2 separate regions of the Anser cygnoides genome follow, and region 1 is linked to region 2. Evidence: chromatin contacts called from public Hi-C data. All regions are on one chromosome and are shown on one strand. The core of a region is the stretch at or near the end of the contact, and the rest is flanking DNA. Distances in the headings are between cores, read along the strand shown.

Region 1 (6,963 bases), core at 2,510-5,009, 640 kb before region 2:
TTCTGAAACTGGCTGTAGTAGTTGGGTCATCTTTGTAAATCGAAGTCAGTAGCTAGGAGCGTACAGGTTGTATCAGTATTTATGCTGAATCTGAAGAAGCTGGGCTCTGACTATGCTTGTCTTTAACTATGTCAACTCAGTTCGCAGGTCCTCCCCCTGAGAAAGTCTGCACCTAGTATTAATATGAGAAAACACTTTGTCTTTACTTCAGAAGCAGTCTAGGCTGTTGTGGGCTACATGCGCTGCCAGCAACTGTGCGTTTGAAGCTTTAGGTGAGAATCTTTTTACTCTTGCATAGCCTGACTTGGATTAAAGTACTAATCTAATCAGATTAAAAGTATTGGAAAGATTTTGAATGGATGTAACTAAGGTTTTATACTGGTGTAGTAGTTAGTTAAATCACGTTAACCGCAGGAAACTATCTAGAAAGTAGCCTTTGTCAATAACGCTGTTGCTTTAAAGGAAGCTGCTTTGTGTTAGCTATGCCAGTAGAGTGCATCACAGTCAGCTTCAATGTCTGAAGCAAGTTGACTTGGAAAATACTACTCACAGCACAGATCATGTTCCTGGAGGCCAGTGGGTGGCAGCCTGGGACAATTGCTGGTAACCAGTAGCACCACGTTTGCTTTCAGTCTGAGCTGTAATGAAATAGTGGAAAGATGCTGCATACCCTAGTTTCTTACCTGACAGCTAGACTGATGTTGATATTTGAAAAATTGTCTGCATGTGAAAACAGTCTGCTCGTAAGAAATTAAAATCTTTAACTAATGTAATATGGCTTGCCTTGTAGCAGGGCCTTGAACAGAACAAAGATCAGCACAAGCAAGCTGGTGTAACAAGACAATATAATCAATATAAAACCAAGTGTTCAGAAATATTGCAGAGACTCAATTTAAAAGGCAAAAACAGAGTTTATAGATGTCCCATACAAAGGCTGACTGTTTAGCGTACTCTTACCCATCACATCTGTGAAGCAGTTTATGTTTACAGCCTGTTGCTCTGGTCTAGGAGTTGTGTTTCTCCACCAAAGCCCATCCACAAGCTTCACCATTGTCATGGTTATTGTGGTATGTGGCTTTTTGTGTAAAGTCAGAGGGAAGGCTAACTATGATGAAGTTTACTCAGGCTTGTTAAACATCCAGCTCTAATTTTGACAGGGGCAGTCACTGCTATTACCTGGAGGTAGGAGATAGCACAGAGGAATTGCCCTCTGAGGGAGAGTGCTTCTACTGGCGTGCAGCTTCTGGGCTATGCAGGGTGTTGTAGGATACAGTGCTCCCTTCCACACATGGTAAATTGGGAGTCTGGCTTTTTCTGTTCCATCTTGGGAAGGAGCAGATGTTTTTCTTTTTTACCCTCGCAACAGATGCACGGATCCTGAGGAATCCAGCTATGTGCTCAGCATTAGGGAGCAGGGAGGTGATTCATGTCCTTGGACAGCAGTCGCGCTTCTCTGCTTACAGAGAAGTGAAGGTGCTTGCTGGGATGGTGCAGGTCAAGTGGCTAGAACCAGGCCCATGGGTGCTGCAGGTTTCTGGCTGTTTCCAGCAGAGCTGGAAGGTAAGACAAGAACAGAGCTGTGGATTTGGGTCAGTGCAAACCCAGAAGGGGTTAGCTTAACCCAGAAGGTAGCTGGATTAGGAAGACCATGGTCTTGGTATGGTGAGTTCGCAACGGGTGGGGCATGTTAAAATGAGAGCATTTGGGGATGGGTGAAATAGGTGTCAATTGTACTCAGGGTGTAGGCAGCATCTGGGCATTGGAAAACTGCAGGTGGGAACCAACCTGGTCAAGTATGATAAGCTGATAAACGTGTCCTGTTGCGTGAGATTGCTATTTCAAGTGGTGCAAGAAACGAGGAATTCAATAAAAGTGTTCTGTAGCCACAGAAAGGGTATGATTAAGGGTCAAGTGTGCTTGGAAAAAGAGCTGTTTTACTCTGATTTATGCAAGTACTAATGATTCTAGGGAGACACATCACATGCTAAGGGTGGTGAACCGCGAAGAGAACAGTTCCTGTGCCTTTGGGATACAGAAAGCCCAGGGAAGCTGTGAGCATGGATTGTGTATGCTAAGTTATTGCTGGTTTTGTGATGCTCACAGTGGTTCTGCAGCTATGACTAGCTTCACGAGCCTGAGAAACTGCTAAACACCCTGGTCCTGGCTGGAGGGAGAAATTCAGCTGCAGTCTGAGTTATCTTGGGATGATTACTGGTGTTTTAATTAGGTTTATCACCACTAGTGTTTTTTTTCTATGTGCTCCCGATTTTTTTCAGCTTCTCTCTTCTCTGCTCTATCCCGTTTCTTCTTGATTCCACGCGCTTCAGGGGTGCTCAGCTCTGATCTGAGGCCCTGTCCTCCAGTAGCTTTGTAGCTGTGTGCTACGCTTCTGATGGCAGCAAATGTGAATTTCACTACATGTGGAGCTAGGAAGATTCTCCTGGTGGGTATTAATAGCCTCTGGCACCTGCAGCCTCTCTTAAAAGACGGGGAGGAACAGCTTGCTTGCTTGTGCTGTGAAGCAAAGAGCTCCGCAGAGGTCCCATTCTTGAGCGTAGCTTTGAGTACTCTCCTGCTATCCCAGCACTTGCTGCTGTGCCTGAGCGATCAGCTCTGAGTTATTTCAGCTTGTGCTCCTGAGAAACACCTGCGTCACTGCATGGTTACAGTGGAATAGCTGAACTGGCTTTGAAATGTGTCCATTTGCAGCTCACTAGTCACTGGGGAATGAATACCAGCTCTGGTGATCCGTTTTAATCCCTCAGGTCGTTGCCTGGTTCTGGCTTTAGACCTGCAGCTGGCTGGTTTCTGGAAACGTGCTTTATCTGCTATCAAACACTGTCCAGTGGCTGAGCTCTGGTGTGGGCTCAGCCTTGCTTTCTGTTTACTTTTTATATTACAGAGCTGATGAGAAGGCCCAGCTGAGATCAGAGTCCATCTCAGCTGGGTTTTCGTGCTTGCGTGCTAAAAATAACCCCTGCTGGGACAGCCTTATGATTTGAACAGACCAGCAAGAACAGGACCCCTTTTGCAGGGGAGGGGATTCACGGAGAGCATGGAAAAGGTGACTTGCCTGTCATCCCACAGGGAATGTGCAGCAGAGGCAGAAATTTAACTTGGATCTAAAATCCCCGTCCAGGGGCTCCCGCTGTCTCGATCTGCTGCTGCTGGAAGCAGCCAAATGAGTTTGTGATTTCAGTTTGACTGCCCCTTGGCCGCGCTTTGCTGCTCTTCTGTGGAAACGTGGTAACTGCTGGTGTGACTGTTCCGTGTCCAGCCCAACGCAGTGAAATGTGTCAGCCTAAGTGGCTTTTAGTGCTCTGTTTTGTGGGTCTGTTTTACTTGGCAGCGGCATTGCAAGGTCACTTTTTGCAGGGAGGGTGGCGGAGTCCCAGGCGCTTGGAAATGCATTGCAAGTACTTTGCTGCTGATACCTCAGCTTCTTGTCAACACTGAAAGGCAGAGTGCAGCGGCCAGGTCGTGTGTGCTTACTGCTTATAACACCTTAACTTCTTTTGGGTAAGGCTATAGGACTGTCCCTATCAGTTAAAGGGATTTTAATTCATTTTCTGTTTCTTTTGTTTAGCATAAATTTACTGTTACTTACCAACTTTCCTAAGCCTGTTCTTTATGAAACATGCCTCTGACAGTCTGATTCACTGGTATAAAAAATGAGTGAAAAGTATTTTAAGGTTCCTTTTTGATGCTAGCCTACTGCCTGCTTTGAAACCAATTTACTACTTTACTGCGTCTGTTTTAGTTTGGATCAGGTTTGTTCTGATAGAAACCACCCAGGCCTCTCTCATAAGGCAGCACAGGTTTAGTTTGCACCTGTGGCTCAGCTCAAAAACTTACCTCAGGTTTGGCTTCATTTAGTCAGCGGCTCCCAGCTCTTTCTTGAAGTACTCCTCCTGGAAGGTCTTGCTCAAAAAAACCCTCGTCTTCAGGCATAAGAGGTTAATGAGCGATTCAGCAGAGCTACGCTAGTAAAGTTGTCTAATTAAATTTGGTCAGTGAAAGATGTAGTTTCATCACAAGCTTGCTGCCACTGAAAGGGGATGGCCTCACTTCCCCTCCTGTTTTGTTCCTATTGCTTCCCTTGGGCTGGTCCTGATGTTCGTGTGGCCGTGTGCCAAGCTGATGTAACTCACTAAAATGGCATGAGATGGGCCAAAATGGAGGTGGGCCAAACCAAAGATGGGCCTGTCGCCAGCTCAGTGTACTGAATCTGTGTTCCTGCAGCAGAGCAACACGCAGGCAGGCCGAGAGGGGATGAGAAGGGGAGACTTTGCAGGGAAGGCTTAGCTCAGCTCTGCTTTGAAACTCTTGGACCAGTGCTTCCTTTTCGGGAGGGACTTCTAAACCTGCAGGGGGAAAATGTGGGCCACGTAACCCCAAGGCTGTCTGCATGATGGGGACTGACTCCGAACTGAGAATCGTGCCTTGTTAGCAAAGGCTTTGGAAGGTGGTTAGTCAGCTCTAGCTGGGAGGTGACGGTGTTGGTGCCTTCTTCAGAAAGATTAGTTTCTGAAGTACTAGTAGGGATTGAGATCAGTTTCTGAAGTACTGGTAGGGGTTGGGAATAGCTTCCCATGCGTGGGCAGTTGCAACGCTGGAGATTAGCCCCATTCACGAGTGGTTCCGGACCGTGGACGTGGAAAACATCAGCGAGCTGAAGCTGGGAGCGAACAGGCAGTGCCACTTTAAAATTTTTCATTCTGCTGTGGAGATTATTGGCACGGCCTCCTTCAGTAAATGCAAGGTTGTTGCCATGGAGGACAGGAAATCCCTCGTCTGCACAGAGAAGGAAAACATTGGAAACTGTCCTACTGTAAAGCACAGCTGCCTCTGTGGGGGAAGAGGGGTGCTTGCTAGCATGGAGTGTTTTCCAAAGGTCTCGGTTTTGTCTGCAGATCTTTGCACGTTTGCTCCGTCTCAGTGTGCTTCTTGTGTGTTTGAAGAGGCGATGGACAAAGGAAGTGGGAGCAGCTGGTTAGGACTAGTCCTAAGTGCCCTGATTAATGTGAGAAGCAGAAGGGATTTTCTCTTGGGAGTAAGATATTTAGCAAATTTACACTATTTGCCTCTTACTTTAAATCCACAGTTCCTCTTATTCCTTTTTTTTTTTTTTTCCTCTACTGTTTGCAGAGGAAGGTCTCTGCCTTTTCTTCCACTGGGCCGCCTAAAGCAGGAGGCATTTCTGCAGTGGCGGGTCTGTATTCTTCACCTGGCAGTCTGAGGCATGTCCTGGCTGCTGCTGCTGGAGGCAGGGGCAGCAGTCTGGGCCATATTTGCGGCTCTAGGAGCTGGCTGGTTCCTGCAGACGCCTAGGTGGTGAGAGCTGCCCTGTCCCTGAGGGACAGGGAAGAAGTGAGATTTGAGAAGGATCTTTCAGGACGTGTTAGCACCATCCTTCCAGTGCAGGCTCTGTGAGAGGACCCAGTTCCTGCAGGAGCTGAGACCAGATAAGTCCGTGGGGGCTAATTAGCTTCGTTGAGCCATCGCTGTTAGCTTCAAGTTACGTAAAGGTTGGGGTGCTTGGTTGCTGCTAGGTGCAACCACAATACCCACGACCAATATTTGTCTGTCTTTCCCATCGTCTGCCTCAGAGGCCAGACCAGCAGATTACCACTGATGCACACCAGTGGTTATTGATAATCTGCAGAGGGGCCACTGGATCAGGAGTTTCCCTCCCTTCAGAAACAGGTTTGTCTGTTCAGGTCTGGTTCTGTCCCATTGCTGTCCTGTCTGTCCACACTGTTGTAGTCCTGAGTTGTGGTAGGTGATGAACAGAAGCAGGTAGAGAAAATCCTGGCTGACTCATGGAGCTTTAACCTCTGCTTGGCAGTGTTTTCTGGGCCAAATTTTTATGCTGACATTCACGAAGCTGAACTTGCTGTTGCAAGGCTCCAGAGGATACTTCTGCATTGTAGCCCGTGGTGTTATACAAGGTGTCCTGGCTGGAGAGGAAAGGCAGCTTGTGCTTTTCAGCTCCTCAGTACACACCAGTCAGTGTTGACTTGTAACATGGTATGTTTAAATGAGCCGTGTGCTTCCTAATGCTGTATGCTGTTAAATCAGCAGCAATGCCTCTGGGTTATGTCTTGGGGGTTGCTCATAGGGATGGTGTGGGTGAAGCCGAGCACCTTTGACAAGCAACGTGATGGGAACAGCATCAAAAACTCAGGGCTCTGGTTGAGGGGTGAAACTCCCAGATCTTCCCTAAAGCGACTCCAGGATTTCCCTGGCAGCTGTTCCTGGACTTGCCACAGCCCAGCTTTTTTGCAGTGCAGGATGATGTAATCCTAGTTCAAACAAGCCTCTTGCACGGTTTCTTCTCATATTGGGAGAGGAGGCTGGAGTGTCTTCTGATGTAACCTGGCATCATGTTGACTTGCACGGATGCAAGGCTGATTTACACCGATGGGGTTCCATGGCCGTGTTTGTCTAGCTCTGAACATGGTTGCTTTTGACGTCTGTCTGGAGTCAGTATGCAGTGACCTGATTCACATCTTCCTTTTATGACTGACCACAAAGCACCACCACCTCCTTTCTATACCAGCCCTCCCTAGGTATATTTGCACAAGTCACTTCCCACCCTCTGTGCTGCTTTATTTTCCCATTGATAACTGACAGTGTGTTTATATGTCTTCACTTTGACGTGCTTCCTCTGCCCAGATGGGAGACCAGGCTTTTTAAACTTAGCTGGGGCCTGTTTATTTGCATCTATCTACTGCAGAAAGTTTTTTGCAGCCCTGGGATGACCTTCTAGGTCTGGGCTGGAACCATTTGGCCTGCTGGTGCAGGTCCTGTCTCAGTTTCTTTAAGGCTGCCAGTTCTTTGTGGAGTTTCAGCCCTATGCCCCGTGAGACATGCAAGGTGACGCAGAAGCTGGTCACTGACATTGACAAGATGATATAAAAAAAACTTGCCTGTCCTTCCTGTGTGCAAAGAGAAACAAAA
Region 2 (7,412 bases), core at 4,384-6,883:
GTTGCCGTGGTTACCGGGGCGAGGCGCGGCCGGCTGCGTGGCCCCCCGGAAGCGGAGCCATGGCGGCGGTGGGCCCCGCCGTGCTGCTGCCGCCGCTGCTGCTGCTGCTGGCGGCGGCGGGCGGCGACGACTCGGACTGGGTGCGGCTGCCCAGCAAGTGCGAGGGTGAGCGGGGACGGGGGGGGCCCGGGGGGCTCCGCGGGCCTGGGCGGGCCCCCCCCCTCCGGTGCGTGATGGGGGGGGGGAGCCGGGGCTGGCGCGGCGGTGCGGCGGTTGTTGCTGAGGAAATAAAGCGCTGCGGCCCTCTGATCGTGTCCTGAGAGACAGTGAGGGGTGGGGTGGCGTGGGGTGCGGTGGGGTGAGGTAAAGCCGGGGTGCTGGCGGGCCCTGCCCTCACACGGCGCCCCCTGAGGTGCCCAGCACCAGGGAGCTGGGAGCTGTCACAGGGCGGGAGGCCTCGGTGCTGCGGGGAGGGGTCGGGATGTGCCGTGGGGCTGCTGGGGTGCACGAGGAGCCCTCCTCATCCTCCTCCTCATCATCCTCCTCCTCCTCAAAGATGAGCCTGTGGGTGGCTGCCAAGTGCAGTTCTGAAGGGACCCCGCAGGTGAAACTCTGCCTCCCGGCCTCCCTGTGGCAACACACTGACGTCGGAGCACTCATTTGGGTCTTCCCCCGGCTTCAGGGCGCCTCAGCAGAACCAGCTGAGACACTGCCGTTTAGTCCTTTGGACACCGATGTGGTGTCTGCTCTGCACACAACAGCTCCGTCCAGCCCGACTCCCGGCACTCATTTCCGAAGCAGTCCTGTTCCCCAGGAGCGGCAAAAGCCACTAACTCGCCTGTGCTTTCCGTCCTGCAGTGTGCAAGTACGTGGCGCTGGAGCTGAAGTCTGCTTTTGAGGAGACCGGCAAGACCAAGGAGGTGATCGACACGAAGTATGGCTTCCTGGACGGGAAGGGCTCTGCCGTCAAGTACACGCAGTCGTAAGTGAGAGCGGGACGGGGGCTCCTGCTGCATTTAGTGCCTGCGGAGCTGGGGCCTTGCCGAGCCTGCAGGTGGGCTGCACAGGCCTAAAATGCACCAGTGCTTGGCAGCGTGGGCAACGCAGCCCGGGGTACATCCCTCCTGCTCCAGAAGGGCTCGGCCCCACACCCTGGCTGTTCCTGGGGAGCAGCACCGAGCCTTTCCCCTCCCTCCTGTCTGCACAGGGACATCCGGCTCATCGAGGTGACGGAGAACATCTGCAAGAGGCTGCTGGATTACAACCTGCACAAGGAGAGGAGCGGCAGCAACAGATTTGCAAAGGTGGGGGTTGCCTTTCACTACCTCGCCTCCCTGCACGCTACTGGGGCACTGAACTGTGGTTTGTTCTTCCTGTCCCCTGGGTCCCTGGCCTGCCATCTGCATGCAAGGCCTTGGAAATTGGGTCCGGGGGGGCTGTCTTTAGGGAGAGGTGGTCATTGTGTGTGCAGGAGGGAGATATGTGCCCTCTTACGTGGCACGTGCCTTCCTGTCGTGTTGGGGATCGGGTGCTAGTTGCAGAGAGGGACTTGCCATCACTTATGCTTTCCCCCAGTGACACCGATGCGGTGTGGCCCCTGATTTCAGCTGTCTTGTGCCCGTCTGCACCCCTGGCAGCACTGTGGGGACAGAGCAGGGGCTGGGCAGGGAGCGTCACCTCACGAGGCGGCTCTCTTCTCCCACAGGGCATGTCGGAAACCTTTGAGACCCTGCACAACCTGGTGCACAAGGGCGTCAAGGTGGTGATGGACATCCCTTACGAGCTGTGGAACGAGACCTCCGCCGAGGTGGCCGACCTCAAAAAGCAGGTACCTGCCCGCCGGGGTCAGCCCGCAGCGGCTGTGCAGGCTGGGGGAGGATCTGCGGGTGCCGGCAGGACCCAGCACGCCGCTCCCACCCCCCGCGTGCTGGGAGCTAGGCTCTCCTCTCTCCGCTAGTGCGACGTGCTGGTGGAGGAGTACGAAGACGTGATCGAGGACTGGTACAGGCACCACCAGACAGAGGATCTCTCCCAGTTTCTCTGTGCTGACCACGTGCTAAAAGGGAAGGACGCGAGTAAGTCTTTGCTGCTCCCAGGGGCGACAGGCATGTGTGGGGTGGAGCGGGGTGGCCCGGTGAGGGTGCGAGGAACCCCGCTTCTCCCTCAGGGCTTTGCTTCTCTCTGCAGGCTGCCTGGCGGAGAAGTGGACCGGCAAGAAGGGCGACTTGGCGAGCATGGGGGAGAAGCCGAGCAAGAAAAAGAGCGGGAAGAAGAAGAAGAAAACCGTGAAGGAGCAGAGTGAGGGCATCGAGAGCCTCCCCGATGCAGGGGCCACCCTGGAGGAGCACGGTGTCCAGGAGGAGGCCCCGCTCCCCCACAGCCCTGCCGACGAACTGTAGGCAGGGGCCGGGAGCCCCGAGGCACGGTGCTCACCCCAAAAGTACTGAAGGGGAAGGGGTTCGCTCCACGCTGCGGGGCCACAGACCCCGGCCAGCCCCGGCACGGACTCACCAGCCCCTGTAGGCTCCAGCGAGCCGGGGCAGGGGGCAGTTGTGGCAGGTTGAGAGGCACGGACTCTGATGTGCAGGATCGAAATGAAACTTTATTAGGCGAGTGTGCTTCTTTATATACCCTAGGTACAGAGGCCGGTAACTTTCCGGTACACGTATTAAAATACATGAGAAAATCAACAAACATACTGTGAGTAGCTTCAACAGGTGCATAACCCAGCTTCCCAACCCAAAACCACCAGGAAAATTGTTAAGCCATCCCCACTCATCGTCCTGCCTGTGTTTACCGACCTTGTCCCTGAGTTTCTGGATGCTTTCATGAATGGACACGGAATGGTCCGAAAAGTTCACACAGCACATCCCGTCGAACTCTTCACATCCGTGACTGTGGGCTAACAGTAAAAAGTCTATTGCTGCGTGATTCTGCGACGTAGCCTGTCTAACCGAGTCCACATCCATCAGTAGATTAGGTAAGGCTAAAGACGTGGCGTTGCCCTGTTTGGCAAGCCAACAGCATAGTTTATTCAGTGCGACTGAAGCTTTTGATGCCACTACTCCTGGTGCAAATAGAGGCCAGAATTATCTCTTTGCTGCTCCAAAATCCCACATCATCCCCGCGGTCCGTCTGGAAAGCACGGGTCGATGGCTTAGCGCGCCGATGGTAATTCAGAATTGTTGACGTATTTGGTGTCAGCAAGGTAAGTCTTCCCAGGCCACAAGGTCTTCCCCTCACGTGTGAGGGCATTCCTCCCCACGTGTGATCTCTGCAGGTAAAGAAGATCCCCGAGGGGAGCGCTAAAGGCACATCGGTGGAGCAGGAGATGTTCGGGCTGGCATAGTTGCACCAGGCTGTGCTATTTCTATATAACGATAGAGAGGAATTAACATTTTGTGCTACAGATTGTTTTTTACCAGTGTGATTAAAATACAAACAACTGTCCATTTTGATTGAACCTAAAAGTTCAAGCTCCTGCGGTTCACGTGGTAGCAGGGGCAAGTAAGCACCCCACCCATCCCAGTTATCAGCACAGTTTCTTACGGTGCTACACAAACCCTGTGCAGTAGGTGGAGGCCAGGTGTCTGCTGGACACCAGGCACATAGAAAAAGGGTTCCCAGGGTAGACAAGGCGAGGCACGTGGCGTCTTGGCCAGTCTTATTTGCTAGTTACCCAAATGTTCTTGGGTTGTGGCGGGATCCACACTCCGTCCACAGGTACTGTCATCGTCAGGACGGCAATGGCTGACGTAATGATGACTGGAGCCATCTCGCTGGGACCCATCTCGGCCCCGCATCTCATTTCGCTGAGCAGAATGTCGGAGTTTATGGCAGTAGGAAGGGCGCTGCGCAGAGACCTTTTGGGCCCGCATAATTTCTGCAGGCCCCGTGGAGCCGAAGCTGCATTCCCCATGAACTTCGGTCAAGCATCGCGGCACCTGGGCATCCGTCGCCAGCGGTCCCCTGGCTCCCGTTGGGATCAGGGTAATGGTATCAGAGAGTGTTACTGGCGCTTCTGCTGGTGCAGGTGTACAAGCTGGGGCTGCCAGTGCCAGGGGTGGCCTGTGTCGGCGCATGTCCTCTTGTTGCGCTGGCTCGGCATTTTTGGGGGGCATTTCCTTTTAAAGTGACCAGTTTCCCCCCAGTAAAAGCGTTTGGAGGATCTGGCGTGGAAAGCCGCAAAAGCCTACATTAAAAGGTTAACCTGATGCGGTTGGGTGTCCACCTTCTGACGCGTCTATCGTGTCCGTAAGTGCAGGATTTCGCGGGGTTTTTAAGATCCGTTGGCAATCCGCAGTAGCATTTTCAACCGCCAGCTGTTCCAACAAAACTTCCCGAGCTGCAGCAAGATCTACTTACCTGTAAAGGGCACCTAGCAGCCGCTCCAGAAATTGCATAAAAGAATCCTGCGGCCCTTGCTTCATGGTGACAGAAGACTGTGTAGGCTTTCCAGCATCTCCACATAACAGATCACGGGCTGGTCAGCCTAGGTTTTCAACTGCTTGTTGGCCCACTAGCCGGCGCCGTTGGCTAGACCGCACCATGAATCGAGTGGCTGTTGGAAGTGTTCATGCTGTAGTCTGACAGTCGTGCGGCGCCAGGACGTGCGTTTCAGACACCGACTGCAAGAAGCTCATGGTGTACGGTCACAGGAGCCCCCGCCTGTCCCCAGGTGTCTGGGTGTGTTGTTTTAGGGTATCAGACATCGTTCGCCATGCTGTGAGCAGCCCACCACTGTTCTGTCACCTCACCTGACTGAGTCCTGGAGTTTAACCCCGATTTGGTGTCAGGTCTCAGGCTTGTAGATTGAACTAGAGTCCATCCCCCACGCAAACAGCATTCTGAGATCTAGGACCGGTATAATTTTCCCATGCTTTTATCAAAATGTTTTCCATTAGAGTTAACACCGTTTTCTGTTCCTGGGATGTTTCGCTCCCCATAGTCCTCGGCTGCTTACCTCCATCCCGCAGAAGGCGATGAGTCGTGCACGAACTCGCCCCCTTTCAGCGACCCAAGTTCGCCACCTGTGAGCGAAGTGCTCCGGGCGCCTTTTGGGGCAGGGGGAGAGGCACAGCCTCCAACGTGCCGGATCGAAATCAGACTTTACTAGGCCACGTGTGCTCTTTGTGCACCCTAGGCACAGAGGCCCGGTAACTTTCCACTTGTGCCCGCAGGAGATTTTTCACGGTGCTTTCCGCAGGACCTCGTGCGTGTCACGCACACCCTCAGCGGTGCTGTTTTCGCACCAGCACTCCCTCACCCCGTACGCCTCCCTTGCTCCTCCTGGCTCTCCCCACGGCTTCCGGCCCCTCGGTTCACCCACAGTTAACCCCCCGCACGCTTCAGCCCCCCCCAGCCGCTGGCAGCCCGGGGACGGAGCCCCCGCCCCGCTCGGCTGCAACGAAGGCGTCGACCCCGACCCCCTCCGCCGCCGCCGGGCCGTGGCGCGCAGCCGGAGGGCGGGAAGAGGGCGGGCGGCGCCGATTGGCCGAGAGGGGCGGCGGGGGGCGTGGCGCGGGAAGGGGCGCGGCAGGGGATTGGCGGGCGGCGGGGGGAGTGCGGGGGGCGTGGCGAAGGAGTGGCGCGCCGGGAGGAGTGGCGCGCCCGGGGGAGTGGCGCGCCGGGAGCGGGGCCGAGGCCGGAGCGGGGCCGGGGCCGGAGCGGGGCCGGGGCCGGAGCGGGGCCGGGGCCGGAGCCGGAGCCGGGGTCGGGGCCGGAGCGGGCGGCGGAGATGGTGGACAGCGTGTACCGGACGCGGTCGCTGGGGGTGGCGGCGGAGGGGCTGCCGGACCAGTACGCGGACGGGCGGGCGGCCCGCGTGTGGCAGCTGTACATCGGGGACACGCGGAGCCGCACGGCCGAGTACCGCAGCTGGCTCCTGGCGCTGCTCCGCCAGCACCGCTGCCGCTCCGTGCTCGACGTGGCCTGCGGCACCGGGTGAGGCACCGCGCACCGGTGAGCTCCCTCCCTCCCCAGCCCCCTCCCCCCGAGCCCTCCTCAGCACCCCTGACAGCCGTGTCCCCAGGGTGGACTCCATCATGCTGCTGGAGGAGGGCTTCCAGGTGACCAGCGTGGACGCCAGCGACAAGATGCTCAAGTACGCGCTGAAGGAGCGCTGGGAGCGGCGCAAGGAGGAGCCCTTCGACCGATGGGGTGCGGGGCTTGCTGGGGCGAGGGGGAGGGGGAAGCTTGCGGGCAGGGGGTGTTGGGGGAGGGGGGGCGCTGCCCTCATACCTTCCCCTGCGCTGCAGTCATCGAGGAGGCCAACTGGCTCACACTGGAGAAGGACCTGGAGAAGCCAGGGGACGGGTTCGACGCCGTCATCTGCCTGGGCAACTCCTTCGCGCACCTGCCTGACTTCAAAGGTGAGGCCAGGGAGGGTTGGGAGGGCTCGGGGAGGGTATCACATACCCACATATACCCCTACACAGAGCCTCCCAGGAGGCTGAGAACTTTCCCTAACTCATGCCACGAGTGGATTACCCGAGGTGGCATTGCTGTGTTGCAGCGTGTCGCCAGGGAACGTGCCCCAGTTCGTGGCACGAGCGGGGCCACCGGGCCCCGGGGGTGCTGGGGCTGCGTGCGTCTGTGTCGCGTCCCTGGCAAGGCTGAAGGCACACCCAGACTCGTGCCACAAGTGGGGCTGTGGGTTCCCTGCGCTGCCCCAGCGAGGCTGAGAACGTGCCTGAGCTCATACCGTGGGTGGGGCTGTGGGTTCCCTGAGCTAAGAGCTGGGGGGGGGGGGGGGGGGGCAGTGATTTGTATGTGGGTGAAATGAGGGGGGTGGTGGTGGTGGTCCTGTGGATACGAGGGCACAGCCCCTGCCTGGGGACGCTGCGGTTCCCTCCCCGCAGGGGACCAGAGCGACCACAAGCTGGCCCTGAGGAACATCGCCAGCATGGTGCGGCCCGGGGGCGTCCTGGTCATCGACCACCGCAACTACGACCATATCCTGGCCACGGGCTGCGCGCCGCCCGGCAAGAACATCTACTACAAGGTGGGCGGCTGCCGGACCCTGCCCTACCCCAGGCCCCTCTGCCCCAACCCCATTCCCTAGCCCCTTCGCCAGGTCCCCGAGGGGCCCGGGGAGCTGGGCTGTGCCTGGTCTGGGGGCAGCCGAGTCCCCGCAGGACACAGCCGGCCTCCTGCGCTCCCCAGAGCGACTTGACCAAGGACATCACCACCTCGGTGCTGCTGGTGAACAACAAGGCCCACATGGTGACCCTGGACTACACTGTGCAGGTCCCCCCGACGGAGGCGGGGGCCTCCCCGGAGCTGAGGTGAGAGGGGGCCGCGAGGGCGGTTCCTGGCCGGCACCGAGCCCCCGGCCTCACCGCCGTTGCCTCCTTGCAGCAAGTTTCGGCTCTCATACTACCCGCACCGGCTGGAGGCCTTCACGGCGCTGC

Evidence for each region. Hi-C and Micro-C count contacts between places; a contact is called where the count stands out from the background.
Region 1: a contact with region 2 is called in a Hi-C map of liver, with 9 times the contacts expected there. The contact joins the enhancer-like site here to the promoter of GNMT in region 2. A contact is called at or near these places in 2 of 7 Hi-C or Micro-C datasets (both in liver).

The regions. Positions count from the first base shown.
Region 1 is chr3:15,072,112-15,079,074 of Taihu_goose_T2T_genome, reverse strand. No RefSeq gene overlaps it. Among named protein-coding and RNA genes, the nearest start is that of SNX5, 20 kb to the left of the region's middle. Within about 2 kb of position 3,759, at least 2 of the 3 cell types and tissues checked have open chromatin away from gene starts, as enhancers often do. A contact at or near this core is called in liver, where this site is marked.
Region 2 is chr3:14,435,118-14,442,529 of Taihu_goose_T2T_genome, reverse strand. GNMT (glycine N-methyltransferase) reads left to right here and starts at 5,633. Exons shown (of 6, transcript XM_066993522.1): 1 at 5,633-5,943; 2 at 6,032-6,159; 3 at 6,258-6,371; 4 at 6,861-7,003; 5 at 7,165-7,286; 6 at 7,360-7,412. The coding sequence starts at 5,738. It overlaps CNPY3 (canopy FGF signaling regulator 3), which reads left to right and starts at 4. Exons shown (of 6, transcript XM_066993521.1): 1 at 4-165; 2 at 859-982; 3 at 1,208-1,304; 4 at 1,706-1,828; 5 at 1,958-2,075; 6 at 2,188-3,450. The coding sequence starts at 60. The coding sequence ends at 2,399.